Regions from separate parts of the Gossypium hirsutum genome. Here regions 1 and 2 are each linked to region 3. A link is a contact called in public Hi-C data. All regions are on one chromosome and are shown on one strand. The core of a region is the stretch at or near the end of the contact, and the rest is flanking DNA. Distances in the headings are between cores, read along the strand shown.

Evidence for each region. Hi-C and Micro-C count contacts between places; a contact is called where the count stands out from the background.
Region 1: a contact with region 3 is called in a Hi-C map of leaf, with 3 times the contacts expected there. The contact joins the promoter of LOC107934288 here to the promoter of LOC107962251 in region 3. A contact is called at or near these places in 4 of 34 Hi-C or Micro-C datasets (leaf and petal).
Region 2: a Hi-C map of leaf shows a contact between it and region 3, with 1.9 times the contacts expected there. The contact joins the promoter of LOC107934283 here to the promoter of LOC107962251 in region 3. A contact is called at or near these places in 2 of 34 Hi-C or Micro-C datasets (leaf and seedling).

What each region holds. Positions count from the first base shown.
Region 1 is chrA06:87,977,772-87,982,253 of Gossypium_hirsutum_v2.1, reverse strand. LOC107934288 (eukaryotic translation initiation factor 3 subunit D) reads left to right here and starts at 2,879. Exons shown (of 2, transcript XM_016866663.2): 1 at 2,879-4,482. The coding sequence starts at 2,999.
Region 2 is chrA06:87,938,431-87,943,390 of Gossypium_hirsutum_v2.1, reverse strand. It overlaps LOC107934283 (non-classical arabinogalactan protein 31), which reads left to right and starts at 2,408. Exons shown (of 2, transcript XM_041115756.1): 1 at 2,408-3,460; 2 at 3,988-4,438. The coding sequence starts at 2,776. The coding sequence ends at 4,283.
Region 3 is chrA06:87,609,305-87,614,286 of Gossypium_hirsutum_v2.1, reverse strand. LOC107962251 (VQ motif-containing protein 4) reads left to right here and starts at 2,233. Exons shown (of 1, transcript XM_016898570.2): 1 at 2,233-3,398. The coding sequence starts at 2,507. The coding sequence ends at 3,244.

The DNA.
Region 1 (4,482 bases), core at 1,630-4,129, 370 kb before region 3:
ACTGACATTATCTTGGGTGGATACATATATATGGTGGATACTTACGCAGAGTTTCATACCATTGGTTCACACTCAGACATATCCTGATCCAGATCTGCACATATATTCATACTGATAATTCACCATGTATAACATCCATATGAACTCCATATCATGCTATATCAGAATCTCATAATTCAAAATAGCATTAACTCAGATTCAGAATAAATTTAGAAAAAGATGCAATATCCCTCACTTTTCAAATTTACAGTTCATTATGATAGATGCCCTTCTTAACATATAGATATACATTTTTTTCCATGGAACCCTTATGACTTTATTCAACTCTTATTCCAGAGCATATCAATACCTTATCTTGATCATACTTATTACAAAAGAGACAGACATTCAGATTCATAGCTTACCAAATATTCTTGATAGTTCATGCCACATAGACTTAGCAAAGCACACCATACATGCAATCAGATAAAGTACGCCACTAAAGCGACCCATTTAGAGTTCGCCACAAAGGTTATTCTTTGTTGTCGTGTTTATGATATGGATTTTCCTAAACTTACATTACGTGAGGTTTACCCATCATTGTCCTGGGACACACAGAGAACCCCATTGGGCAATCACCATTCCCTAGTTCTTTTTCAAAGGGTGCCATGACCATGGACTTTTCCTTCAGAGTTCATATCAAAATTCGTGTTTTTAGTCCCAACAAACTCCATTAGAAACCACCACGATGAACAGAACCAGACTCTCTTGATAGACTCTTCATGTATTGACACAATCTAAATTCAACCTTTTACTTAACTAATATACACTCAATCAAAATACACACATTTCATAGCATACATTTCAAACATATACATACTCATCCAAACTTCAATGTTTCAATACTCATACACCAATTATCATATAATATACTTTTCATGACTTCGAATCCATTGTTCAATCAATTTCCTATAGATGACTCACAATAGGATCAGTATACATATAGAAGTCAACATAAAACTCACCTTATGCCCACGTACAGTAGCTTGAACTCCAGATTCAAACTTCCACCATGAAACTACAGCAACCACTGCTTACAAAATATATGAACACCATTAAAACTCATTCGCATACTATTTACCATCATCTCGAGTACAGATAACCCCCATGCAAAGCTTTATTTCTTCATCTTACTGTTGATGTACCCATATAGACTTAAACTTTCATAACTTAACATGCAGAGTCATAATACTTACCTTGACATGGAGTATCTACTAATAAAAATATAGAATTATAACTTCTAGCTTAAAGAAGAAAGAAATGTTTTTGGTTCCTTAAGAATAAGATAATAACACTTTAAAATAAGGAAGAAGAAAACTCCCTTTTTTTTTCAAGTATGAATACATATATATACAACCTATATCCTTGTTATGGAACTTGACATGTGTCACAATCTTTCAGAATTGTCCTTATTTTAGTCTACGACCTTTGAGAAGAACATAAATGATCATCCAATATATTTATTTATACCAAACTCATCTACTCAATTGATCCCTAACTAGAATGTTTACAACGTAACTAGCACAATAATTTCAACCAAACTTGGCGTACAATATCTTTGGTGTTAACCCAACTTGCAATTTCTTCAATACTTTTACCGAGCTCTTTCTCTTTACAACTCAACACATTTTAAGGTCATTATTTACCTAATATATCAAATTTTTTTATGCACCCATTCTATACGCCTAAAAGAAACTATTGGGGGGATAGAACTACGCCACATATATTACTCTCAGTCTATGCGCCAAAACTTAAGACCCGCCAAAATAGGGATGCTACAGTTTATATAGAAACCAAAGATAAGAAAGTGATGAAAGTACTGTAGACAAAGGAAAGAAAGTGATAAAAGTGTGAAAGGAATAGAAAAGTAGCAAAGGGAGTGAAATCTAGCTAAAAAGAGTGTACTGAAAGTGATCGTGTGGAAAGTGTTCGTGAGTGGCTTACCGAATCACATTGCATCAACACGGTAAGATGGAAAAGTATGAATTTCAATTTATGGACAATAATGTGGCATGTACTTATATAAGGAAGGTGTTAAATAGATAGTAAAATGCCTTGAAAACAAGTTCTGTTGAAGTGGGAATGTCTTGAAGATTGTATGGTTAATGATTAGTGATTGAACATGGATGAGTTACATGATGTTTTGAAGGATGTATTGAGGTATTTTAAAGATAATAATGGAACTTAAGTAATATATTAATATTGAAATGTGACATCTTTTGCTCGAGTTATTGATTTGACTCGTGTAAGAGATGTTACAATTGTTGATTCTATAAGAGTAGGGCCAAGTTGTATAACGAATCACATCCTAGTAGAGCACTATATGGTCTTACATTATACGATACCTATTTAGTGAAAGCCATATCAAGCTCCTCTGTATAACCCTCTTCGTTTTTAAGAAAACTCCAAGCACTTAACACACCGTTGAAACCCTACCTAACTTTTTACATCTTCTTTAATAGATTTTCGTGTACTAGTGTGAACCACATCCAACTATCGTCTCAACCTTGTTTAGTGCTTCTCGACACACCTTTGCGAACCATGTTCAACTATTGTCTAAATGTTGCATTGACAAAACTATTGCCATAACATTAAAAAAATTATTAATATAAGCCACTTACAAAGCTAAGCTCTTAATCTAAGTAATTAATATTTAAATTTTAATAGTAAAATGTTACTTAAAAATTAAATATAAAACCGCTTTTAAGTTTTGCATTAGTGCAAGCAGATTCTTTCCCACTTAAAATATATTTATATGAGTAGCACTCAGATAGTGGAGGCCCAATTAGAGATCCGAGTTCTCATATAAATCTAAACAAAGGGCCCAAATTCCTATGGTAAACCTGTCATTTAAGACAATCCCCTCCGCCGGTCTAGGGTTTTCTTTTATCTTCTTACACTGTTTTACTCTTTATACACTTCGGCTCCACTGCAAGAAAAATCTAGAGATCCGTCGACAATGGTAGGAGTTTTCGAAGTAGGCGCCGTTCCGTTTAATCCTGACGGCTGGGGTCCGCCCGACTCCACCACCGCCACCGCGCCGTCCACCACCACCACTCTCCCTCTTCACGTTCCTTTCGCTCCCTTCTCCCGCTCTGAAAAACTCGGCCGAATCGCCGACTTCACCCGATCTTTTGCAAATGCCAATCCATCTAACCGCCCTTCTTCAGGGAAGCCTGGCGCAGCCTCCTCAGAGTCCCCCTTCGATTTCTCGCTCGACCTCGATACTTTCCCTCTTGCAAACCCCGAAGACGATTCTTCCTTTCGTTTAGTCGACGCAAAGCCGCCTACTCGACCTAAATTTGGCCCCAAGTGGCGCTTCAACCAACACCGACCTCAACTTCCTCAACGGCGAGATGAAGAAGTTGAGGCCCGTAAAAGAGAAGCTGAAAAAGAACGAGCCCGACGTGACCGTCTTTATAATCTCAACCGATCGAACCAGAACCAGCAACGTCGTGAAGCTGCGATTTTCAAATCCTCCGTCGATATCCAACCAGAGTGGAACATGCTGGATCAAATCCCTTTCTCAACATTCTCCAAATTATCCTTTTCCGTTCCAGAACCTGAAGATTTACTTCTCTGCGGTGCTTTAGAGTATTACGATCGGTCCTTTGATCGAATTACCCCGAAGAACGAACGGAGACTCGAGAGGTTCAAGAACAGAAACTTCTTTAAAGTCACCACGACTGACGACCCGGTGATCCGAAGATTGGCAAATGAGGACAAAGCAACTGTTTTCGCCACTGATACGATTCTGGCAACGTTAATGTGTGCACCCAGGTCAGTTTATTCTTGGGACATTGTGATTCAACGTGTTGGGAATAAACTATTTTTCGACAAAAGAGATGGGTCACAGTTAGATTTGCTATCGGTCCACGAGACCTCTCAGGAGCCATTGCCTGAAGCTAAAGATGATATTAACTCTGCTTATTCATTGAGTGTTGAAGCAGCTTACATAAATCAGAATTTTTCACAGCAGGTTTTGGTTAGGGATGGGAATAAGGTTAGTTTTGATGAGCTGAACCCATTTGCCAATGAAGGTGATGAGGTGGCTTCTGTGGCATATCGGTATAGGAGGTGGAAACTTGATAATGATATGTATTTGATTGCACGGTGTGAGGTTCAGAGTGTTGTTGAGGTTAATAATCAAAAGTCTTTCCTCACTTTGAATGCGCTTAATGAGTTTGATCCCAAGTATTCTGGTGTTGATTGGAGGCAGAAGTTGGAAACACAAAGGGGGGCAGTCTTGGCTACCGAGTTGAAGAACAATGCGAATAAGTTGGCTAAATGGACTGCTCAATCAATTTTAGCTAGTGCCGATTTGATGAAATTGGGTTATGTTTCGAGGGTTCATCCTAGGGATCATTTTAACCATGTGATATTGGGTGTTGTTGGTTATAAGCCAAGGGATTTTGCTGCACAAATTAATCTGAATACTGCTAA
Region 2 (4,960 bases), core at 1,159-3,658, 330 kb before region 3:
AAAAACAAGTCAAACTAAGAGCCTCTTGGCTCTTCATTGAATTCTTCGTCCTAGGTTTGCGGGGAAGCTTTTGCTTATGTTAGACAACTTGAGTTCTTTGTTAGAGAGGCACCAGATCGAATGAAATCCATGAGCGCAGGGCTTTTCCTTACCACCATTTCAATGGGGTTCTTTGTGGGCAGTTTATTTGTGTATATCGTGGATCATGCGACTAAAAAGAGCTGGCTAAGGACCAATCTGAATAAATGAAAGTTAAATAACATTTACTGGTTATTTGCAGTGTTGGGATTTATAAATTTATTGGTCTTTCTTATCCTTGCATCAAGACATCAGTACAGAACGCATCTGCCTATTAAACCTGAGTCAAGAGAGGAGCTTAAGAGCTTGAACAATGAAATGATAGAAGACGTGGAGAAGAAGACAAGCATCCAATCATTGGAAAATATAGAGCCATAGAATTGGTGGAGGGGAGGGTTCTTTTAAATTTAATATTAATATTAATATTAATATAAAATATAAAATTATTATTATATTTTTAAAAATATTTATATATATTTAAATTTAATATTATATAAATTTAAAATATATATGTATTTTTAAAAAAAAAATTAGAATTAGGATGAATTAAAATCATTTGTAAAATTTGAGTATTAATTTTTTAAAACTAAAACTAAATTATATAATACCTAAAAGTTGGAAAATTAAATTTATTATTATATTAGTTTTTCAGTAGTCACATCATTCTCCTGTTAATACAATTAATAAAAATTGATAAAAAATAATCTCGATGAAATACTTAATTGGATGATAAATTGATAAAAAAAATACCCATAATTAAAAAACGTGTGATGTAGAACAAAATGGTTGTTTAATTAATAGAACCTCTAATCTATTTAAATCTTGTCCTTATAAAAAGTGAGAAGAAAGAACCGTTGGCCCAATATTTTGTTTGCATTCCCATGTCTATTTTTATCGTCACAAGAGTTTCCTTATTAGAGATAGCAACGTGGCGAAGGTGCAGTGGTTTTTTTTTCCTTCTTTTCCCCACACTGACTCCGCTCCCATTCCCATATGCTCTCTCTCAATGTAATTTGTTTTATTAATTTATTTGCCTTAATTTAATATATGAAACAATATTATAATAACCTATCCATTTGTCGAATGAGCCGAGAGTTCTTAATTTAATTGGTTCGATTGTTATTCTAATAATAATAAAATAAATAACTAAAAAATTTATAAAATAAAAATAAATTGTTTAAAAAATATAAAAATCAATTAAATTAGTAAAAAAATTTTATTTTGACTTTTAATTTTTACTAATTTCAAGTAATTCACTTAAAGATCGGTTCAATTCTTATTTTTGGGTTAATATACAAATAAGTTTCAGCCTATTTCAAATAACACTGAATATGAAAATATTAATTTCAATTGTAATAAAATTATAAAAATAAATTGTTATATAAAAATATAAATTTTTAATATTTTTAAGTAATTAATATAAATTGTTTATAAAATTTAATATTAATATATAAAACATATTTTAAATACTAAAAATATAACAATTACGCTTTCAAATGTATAATTGAAATTAATTTAAAAAATAAATAATTGTATACCCAAAATAAATCTTAAAAAAAAAAACTATACCAAGGTTAAAAATGTGACTTGGAAAATCTTTACAAAAGCAAAAGTGAGCACACTTTCAATTGATCTGTTTTGTTTTATATAATATTTTTTGATACAACTTTGAAACTTTTAAATCCGAGGAAACTCTCTTTTTTTTTTTATAATTACAACAATAGCAGTTGATTTAAGGTTGAACAAGCTTGTTGCAGGAAGAATTATAAAATTTTTTTAGGAGCTAAAATTAAATTGTAACTTATGTAATAGTAAAAATATAAATTTTAAAAAATTAAATTAAAATTTTATTATTTTTAAAGAGTTAAAATATAATTTTATTTTTGTTAATTTAAAATTTTAAAAAACTTGAATAAAATTTTTTTCATGAAATTCGGTACTGCCAGCCCAGCACCTGGCTTGCTGTATATAATATTATAAATATAGTTTAAAATAATAAACATTTATTTCTAGAAAATGAAAATGATATTGAACCATTATTGTGTTAGAAAAAGTTTAAAAAAAAAAAACCTTGAAAAGGACAATATTCTCATCCAAGGCAGCTCGGATTCCTATCATTTTACCCTAAAGACATCAACTTTATCTTCCTTTTATGTTCAACGTTCAAGCCTACTCTATGATTGCCCTAACCAAAGGAACAAGCTTCATAATTTTAGAGGCCTAATCTTTTATTTAATGGAATAAATCTAATTTTATAAAAGGGTCCACTACACGAAGTCCTTGGAAACTTCTACATTTTCTTGCACCGTATGTATGTATGGGTAGAATTTCCATTTTTCTTCTGCATGCATGTGCCATGCCCAAGTACTTGGCTACAAAATTAAAGCTAAATTGAATCAATCACTCAATATAATAATGTCCTGCTGAAAAACCATTCTAAATTGGTTTATGCATTTAAGGTCATGAACCCTATTTTCATAAGTGTAAATTTTATGGATTCTGATTAACCCGTACATTGAATAGATTTTTAATTACTATTAGGGCCCTAACCCCACTCCCTCACTCTATTGTAAAACAAGATTTTCATGATTAAAAACCGCAGAGAATCACGGCTTAACCCCTATAAATGCAGTTCTTAGAAGGACTTAACTTCACCACCTCTCTTCAAGTCTCTTACAGCTAAGCTTCAAGCAAAATATGGGGTTTGCAGTAGCAACTAAAGCTGCCTTGCTCCTGCACCTTTCCCTTTTCGTACTGAGTAGCTTCACGGTGTCTTCTCAGATCTTGCCTGAGGCTTTGCCTCCTCATTACCATGGAATTTCGCCTGTAGTGCCACCTGCTCACCCACCAAGCCACCACCACCACCATCACCATCCCCATCCGCATCCGCATCCGCATCCGCATCCGCATCCCCACCAGCCAACCCCTTCCCCTACTAAGCCCCCAACTCACCCACCTGTTTACCCCCCACCCAAAGCACCCAAGATTGCTCCAGTTTATCCACCACCCAAGTCACCAAGCAAGCCGCCAACTTACGCTCCTCCTCCCAAGTCACCCAGCAAGCCGCCAACTTACGCTCCTCCACCCAAGTCACCCAGCAAGCCGCCAACTTACGCTCCTCCGCCCAAGCCACCGACCAAGCCACCAACTTACGCCCCTCCACCCAAGCCACCAGTTTATCCTCCAACTAAGCCGCCAACTGCGCCCCCGACTAAGCCACCAGTGCATCCACCGACATATCCTCCACCATCGCCTTCTCCAGCTAAGCCGCCTACTTATCCTAAACCACAAAGGAGCCTAGTGGCTGTTCAGGGCGTTGTTTTTTGCAAGTCATGCAAATACGCTGGATCCAACACCCTGTTGGGAGCAAAACCTATTTTGGGTCAGTTTGAAACCTATCATTATACTTAAAAAAGAGATTAAAATTAACATCTTTTTCACTAAACAAAACCTTTAAGTGCAATGCTTGGTTATATTCATTTGCATCGAGAATCATTAGCCCTAGTACGTCTTTCTTTTTAATGGTATAATCATTTTGATTTAGGCATGCATGTGACTTTCATGTTTGTTTGAATGGGAAACTTGCATTTTAAATTTGAGTTCAGAGAGAGAGAGAGAGAGAGAAATGGTTTCTTGGATTTTAACTTACTCTGTGAGGTAACATCAATAGCTTGGCGTTTTATGAGTTAAAGCAGCAAACTTTACCTTTTTTCAACGTTAGAGCTCATACTTCTAGGTTTCTACAACATCAATGACTGGGCATGCATTGCATTGTCATGGAACCCTATGTTGAAACAAAAGGAAAAAACCCATTAGCTTCTTTTTCTTTTCCCGTTGCAGAGTTAATTAATTTAAAACTAACTCGAGTAGTACTGACTAGACTGAGCACATTGGTTTCGATTTTTACAGGCGCCACTGTAAAGCTGACATGCAAGAACACCAAATACAAGCAAGAGGCCACTGCGAAAACTGACAAGAATGGCTATTTCTTCCTGCAAGCACCAAAGACCGTCACCAGCTTTGGAGCCCACAAATGCACAGTGTCTCTAGTATCATCGCCAATGGCTAAATGCAGCAAACCATCTAATCTCCATGGTGGATTGAAGGGAGCTACCTTGAGGCCCGAGAAGCCATTTACTGCGAATAAGCTTCCGTTTATTCTATACACCGTTGGGCCATTTGCTTTCGAACCCAAATGCTACTAGAAACTTAGATTCCACTCTTTTCCTTTGTTGTTGCTCTTAATGTGTTACCAGTACTTACGAGTTCCCTAGCTTATTGTAATCGCATTTTGTTCAGTGTATTGCTTTGTGTGAAAATAGATTACAGACGAATAATCAATCGATTTCTACTTTGACTACATTATTTCTAGGAATCGTAATGATATCCATTAATTACGACGACCAGAACAAAGAAAAATAAGTGACCATGGGAAGGAGTGTGTTGTCTACCTAGTGGCAGACATATATGACTTTTTAAGATTTATAAATTGATTATTTATTGAAAAATGGAAGTACTCGTCAGCAGAACTAGGTTTGGCCTTTTGCTATATCCTTTCGGCCTATTGAGATTGATTGCTAATGTTACGAGAGTCATGTAAGTAAGTGTCCGTTTGTCAAGAAATCTTATGCAATGATGGGCTTTGGATATGGTGTGTCCCCATATTTTTGCTTTCGATTCGATGACGCCAAGTGAAAATTGCAGTATAAATAATGCCCGTCTTAACAGGGTCAAATGTATTTAGGCAAAATTATCTATTAGTTTCTTTTCACTGATGAAAGGCAACTCTGATCATGTTTGAAAAGGTTTTAGAGTATCAAAAGTAACATTATAATCCCATGACACATCTTAGAAAGGATTGTGGGAAACTAAAGATTCAGCT
Region 3 (4,982 bases), core at 984-3,483:
ATTCTAGAAATTGGTCAAATTGATATTTAAGACCTCCTCATTAATATTCCAAAGCAATTTCATACTAAAAACTTTTAGAATACAAGTTTTGCAAATTATTCGATTTAGTCCCTAATTTCAACTTAAGCACTTTATGCATAGAATTTCGTCACGAAATTTTCACACAATCATGCGATCATATCATAAACTTCAAAATAATTATAAAATAATTATTTCTATATCAGATTTGTGGTCACGAAACTACTATTTCGATTAGGCCCTAATTCGGGATATTACAACTGATTACGAGATATTTGATGTTAAAGTTGGAATCTTGTTTGCCTTGATTATGTTAAATTTAACTTTGGTTGCCTTGCCTTGCATTTTGTAGGGTTTGTTTTATTAATGACTAGTATGTTATTTAAAAATATTTATTCAGTGTTTTTAGCATCGAAACTATTGGTGATCTTAATTTTTTAAATAATAATGTTAGTAAATTTTAAAATATTTTCATAATAAAAATGTAGTCAAAAGAATTAATGAATTTATTTTTATTTTAGTTCCTCAAATTTCTAGGTTTTATGCTTTACGGCTTAATAAATTTTTAATTGCTGCCCAATATATTTTATTGTATCATACTAAGTTTTAACTTATATCATTATTATTAAATACAAATAATATAATAATATGAATAAAGCTATGAAATATAAATTTTAATTCTTTAGACGTTCAGGGATAATCTCAATTTTTATGATTAAGGTTACAAACTATTTATATTGTAAACCTAAATATTATATGGTAGATCCTATTGATACAAATACAAAAAGTTTTCTTACATCATAGTGTGGGGTATAATATCATTGAAGAAAATGGAGCATAAAAAATAAAAGATTGGATGGTACTAATATGTTGCATACTTCATAGCTTCAGTTATAGTTATAGGTGAATTTGAGATTATCCATACTTCAAATATTACAAATTGTAATACTCTTCTAATAGTAAATTTTAACTTATTTTATTGTAATTCTTTAGATCTGTTTCGCCGATATAGTACAATTACATTGTAATTCTATATGTCACATTTGACAGGACAAATTGTAATTACACAATTATATAACTTGTATTTTTAAAATATAATAATTACTATAAAAAATATTGTCATGATAAAAAGAATTTCTAAAAAAAACAAAAATTCAAATTAAATTATCATATGTATTATGTTAGTCCAAAAAAGTAATTTAGAATACGATTTCTAATAAAAATAACAAGAAAAATAAACATCATATATAATTTTATCTAATTGTTCTAGTGTTTCATATTTGTTGGGTTATTCTGATTTTAATATTTAACATATGCTCCTTTTCATCAAATGTTGGTCATTGACCGAGTTTATCGTCATCTGATTTTGAATTTGTATAATTAAGATGATAAAAATCTCTTTATTCTATATATTATTTGAAGTATGGATCATTCCGAATCCACCTATGAATGACGCTATGAAGTATGCAACATGCTAGTACGATCCATCTTTTTTTGTTATGCTCCATTTTTTTAAAGAATATCATATCCCGCAATATGATGTAAGAAAAATTTTTGTATTTGTATCATTAAAATTTATCATAAAATATTTAAGTTTACAATGCAAATAGTCTGTAGCCTTAATAATAAAAAATTTATATAAACTTAATTTGAACAAAGAAATATGCTAGATTATAACATTTTCTTATAATATGTAAATTAAGTTAAAATAAGTCAAAATAATATAAAATTTATAATATATAACCTCTATAAAAAAAATTTATAAAGTATTGATAACTTTTGTAACACTTTTTATAAATAAATATTTTTCCCATAATTTTAGAAAATTATCTTTTTATAAATGTTATAATAAAAAAATATACACTTTTTTTATAAATAAATATATTATAACACTTTTATAATATATAAATTATTTTTTATAATAAACTTTTTATCATAATTTTAAAAATTTTAAATTTAAAAAATATATTTTTGTTTTTACTATATAAATTATTTTCAAGATATACCTTTTAGAATTTATAATATAATAAACCTTTTACCATAAACATTCAACACACTCATTCATGCTTATACTTATAATATAAAAATTTATAATTTAAATTTATATAAAAATATTTTTTTAAAATTAAAATTAAATATAAATTACCTTCCTAAGTAGTTCAATTCTGACCCTCCTTTAAAAGTTAAGTTACAATTCAATAAAACCCATAAATTCCAATAATTACCCAATCATATTATTCAAATATTTACATCCATATGCAGATTACTTTCCAAATACTACCTTGATAATTAAATAAATACACGGTTTAGACAAAACAAAAACGACAGCCGAACCCAAAAGCTCGCAATCCACCAAAACATTTCTTACCAAACCAAAACCTCTATATCCCTGTCTCCTCCATTTCCTTTCATTTTAACCTTTTTTCCCCTTTTCCCAAGCATCCAAACAGAAACAAGAAAATCAACACAAAAGAAAAGGTAGCCCTAAATGGAAACCACTACATGGCTGAGCCCAAATCCCAATTTCCTTCCTTCTCCCAAAACCCACAGTCCCAACAGCAGCATCAGCAGCAACACCACCGCCCCACCACCCCCGACTCCGCTGCCCCAGCAACCCAAACTCATCACCAGATCCGAATCCGCCAATCCTTACCCGACAACTTTCGTCCAAGCCGACACTTCGTCTTTCAAGCAAGTCGTCCAGATGCTCACCGGATCCTCCGAGGCCGCCAAGCTTGCTTCTTCCATTAACTCAACTTCCTCCCCTCACTCCGATCCCAACCTCAAAACCCACATCCCGCCGATCAAGTCCATCCCCAAAAATAAGCAAAACTCTGGGTTTAGACTTTACGAGCGAAGGAACTCTCTCAAGAACCTCAAGATCAACCCCTTGAACCCGGTTTTCAACTCTAACAATTCAGGATTTTCGCCCCGAAAACCCGAAATACTCTCCCCTAGCATTCTTGACTTCCCGTCTTTGACTCTTAGCCCGGTTACTCCCTTGATATCCGATCCCTTTGATCGATCTGGACCTGGAAACCACGCCGATTGTATTAATAATATCGCCAACTTAGACAAGGAAGCTGAAGAGAAAGCAATTAAAGAAAAGGGTTTTTATTTGCATCCATCGCCGGCCTCTACACCACGAGATACTGAGCCTAGGCTTCTCCCTCTTTTTCCAGTTACTTCACCTAGAGTTTCAGGTTCTTCTACTTCTTCAAACTAAGAAAAACAAATCATTTTTATTTTTGTCTTCTTTTGATGATGTTGTAAGATTTTTTTTATATATTGTTGGGCACTGAAGATGAGGAATGTTAAAAAAAGGGCCGAGAAATGATTTGTAATCTTGGATACTTCAAGAGGAAATCTTTGCTTTTTTACTTCTTCTGCGATGTTTGGATGCTGGGAAATTTTAAAAGTATGATTCTAGTTAAAAACAATTTATTTATCTTAGTCAAATGAGGAATTTAAATTTTGGTAATTTGAGAAATTAAAGTGATTATTGCGCAAATAGATGACTGATTTGAATTGGAATCAATGAGTGACTATTAATGGCCAAGAAAAAAAAGTGACTATTACTAGTTTTTCTTAATTTTCTTTTGGATGATGTGTTATAAGGAGGAATTTGTATTTTGAAAATATTTAATGCAGTATTTAAATGGTCCTTTTATGTATTATTTGGTATTTATAGTTTCATTAAATGCTTTACATGAGTTTTGATGCAGTGGTTGTTTATTTCCTCCTTTAACCTTAACGATGTTGTTGGGATTCACGCTCATACTAACGATCAATTGTTTATCTCTTTAAAGAGTATTCATGATGATAGAATTGATTATTATTACCGGTAATGGATAAAAAAATTATAAAAAGTCTAACATGGTATTTGTAGTTTGAAAATGTTGAATTGATGCCTAAATTATAAACCTATGTATTATTGTGGAATTTAATTTATGAAAATTTGATAAATGATCATCAATTTCAAAAGATAATATAATCTTTATATGAGAAGTTAAATAAAATAAAATTAAAAATAAATAACTAAACTTAAAGAAGATTAATTTTTAAAAACAATTAAATCTCAATTTTTGAGATTTTTTAGAGGAGATTTGAGAGCAAATTGCTAATTTTAACTCAAAATTTTTTATAATTTTTAAAATCTTAAAACTTTTTTATAAAAGAAATTGAAATCTATTTGTCTAAAATTTTCAAAATTTATGTTTCTTGCTTGATTTAGCGAATGAAATTTTGTTTATAAAATGGGAAGTTTTTGAAAGAAAGGAAATCAAAATTAAATTTTCGTAATTAAGGTTTTATGTGGTGGAAATTTACTTAAAATGAGAAGATGATATTGATATTTACTTTAATAAAGAATAAAATATTTTGCTTAGTATTACTTATTTTTTATTATTTATATGTGATTTAGATTTAGTTATTTTTTTAAATTAAATTTAGTTTAATCATTTTGTTTTATTTTAATTTTTTTATATAAATAGTATATTATTCACTTTCATCCATAGAAGGATATTTTTATTAGGAGAGAATGAAATGAAGGAGCCACTTGGATAATGAATGGAAAGAGAAAACAACGATTCCCATTTTGTTTCTTTTCATTTGAGTTGCCTGAGCAAGAGGATACTTCAATATAGAAGAAAAGTTTGGAAAAGTAATCATGCAAAGGCAGTTTCATCACATTGAACCTTGCACTTAAAACATTGTTTTGGGTCCCCACTTTTTGACTCCAAACAGTCCAAAGTCCAAAATTTAGTGAATGGAGACATGCGAAAACCCAGGTGGAAAAGAAGAAAGTGGGACTCCTGATGTTGAATGGTTTTGGGGGTCATCTCTTATTTTTGTTTTTTCTTGTCTTCTTTTATTTCTGTTTTGTAGACCACACTGTTGCAATTTTACAACTCAATCCCAAATCAATTTGAAAAAATAATATTAACATCTATTATCAGGTAATT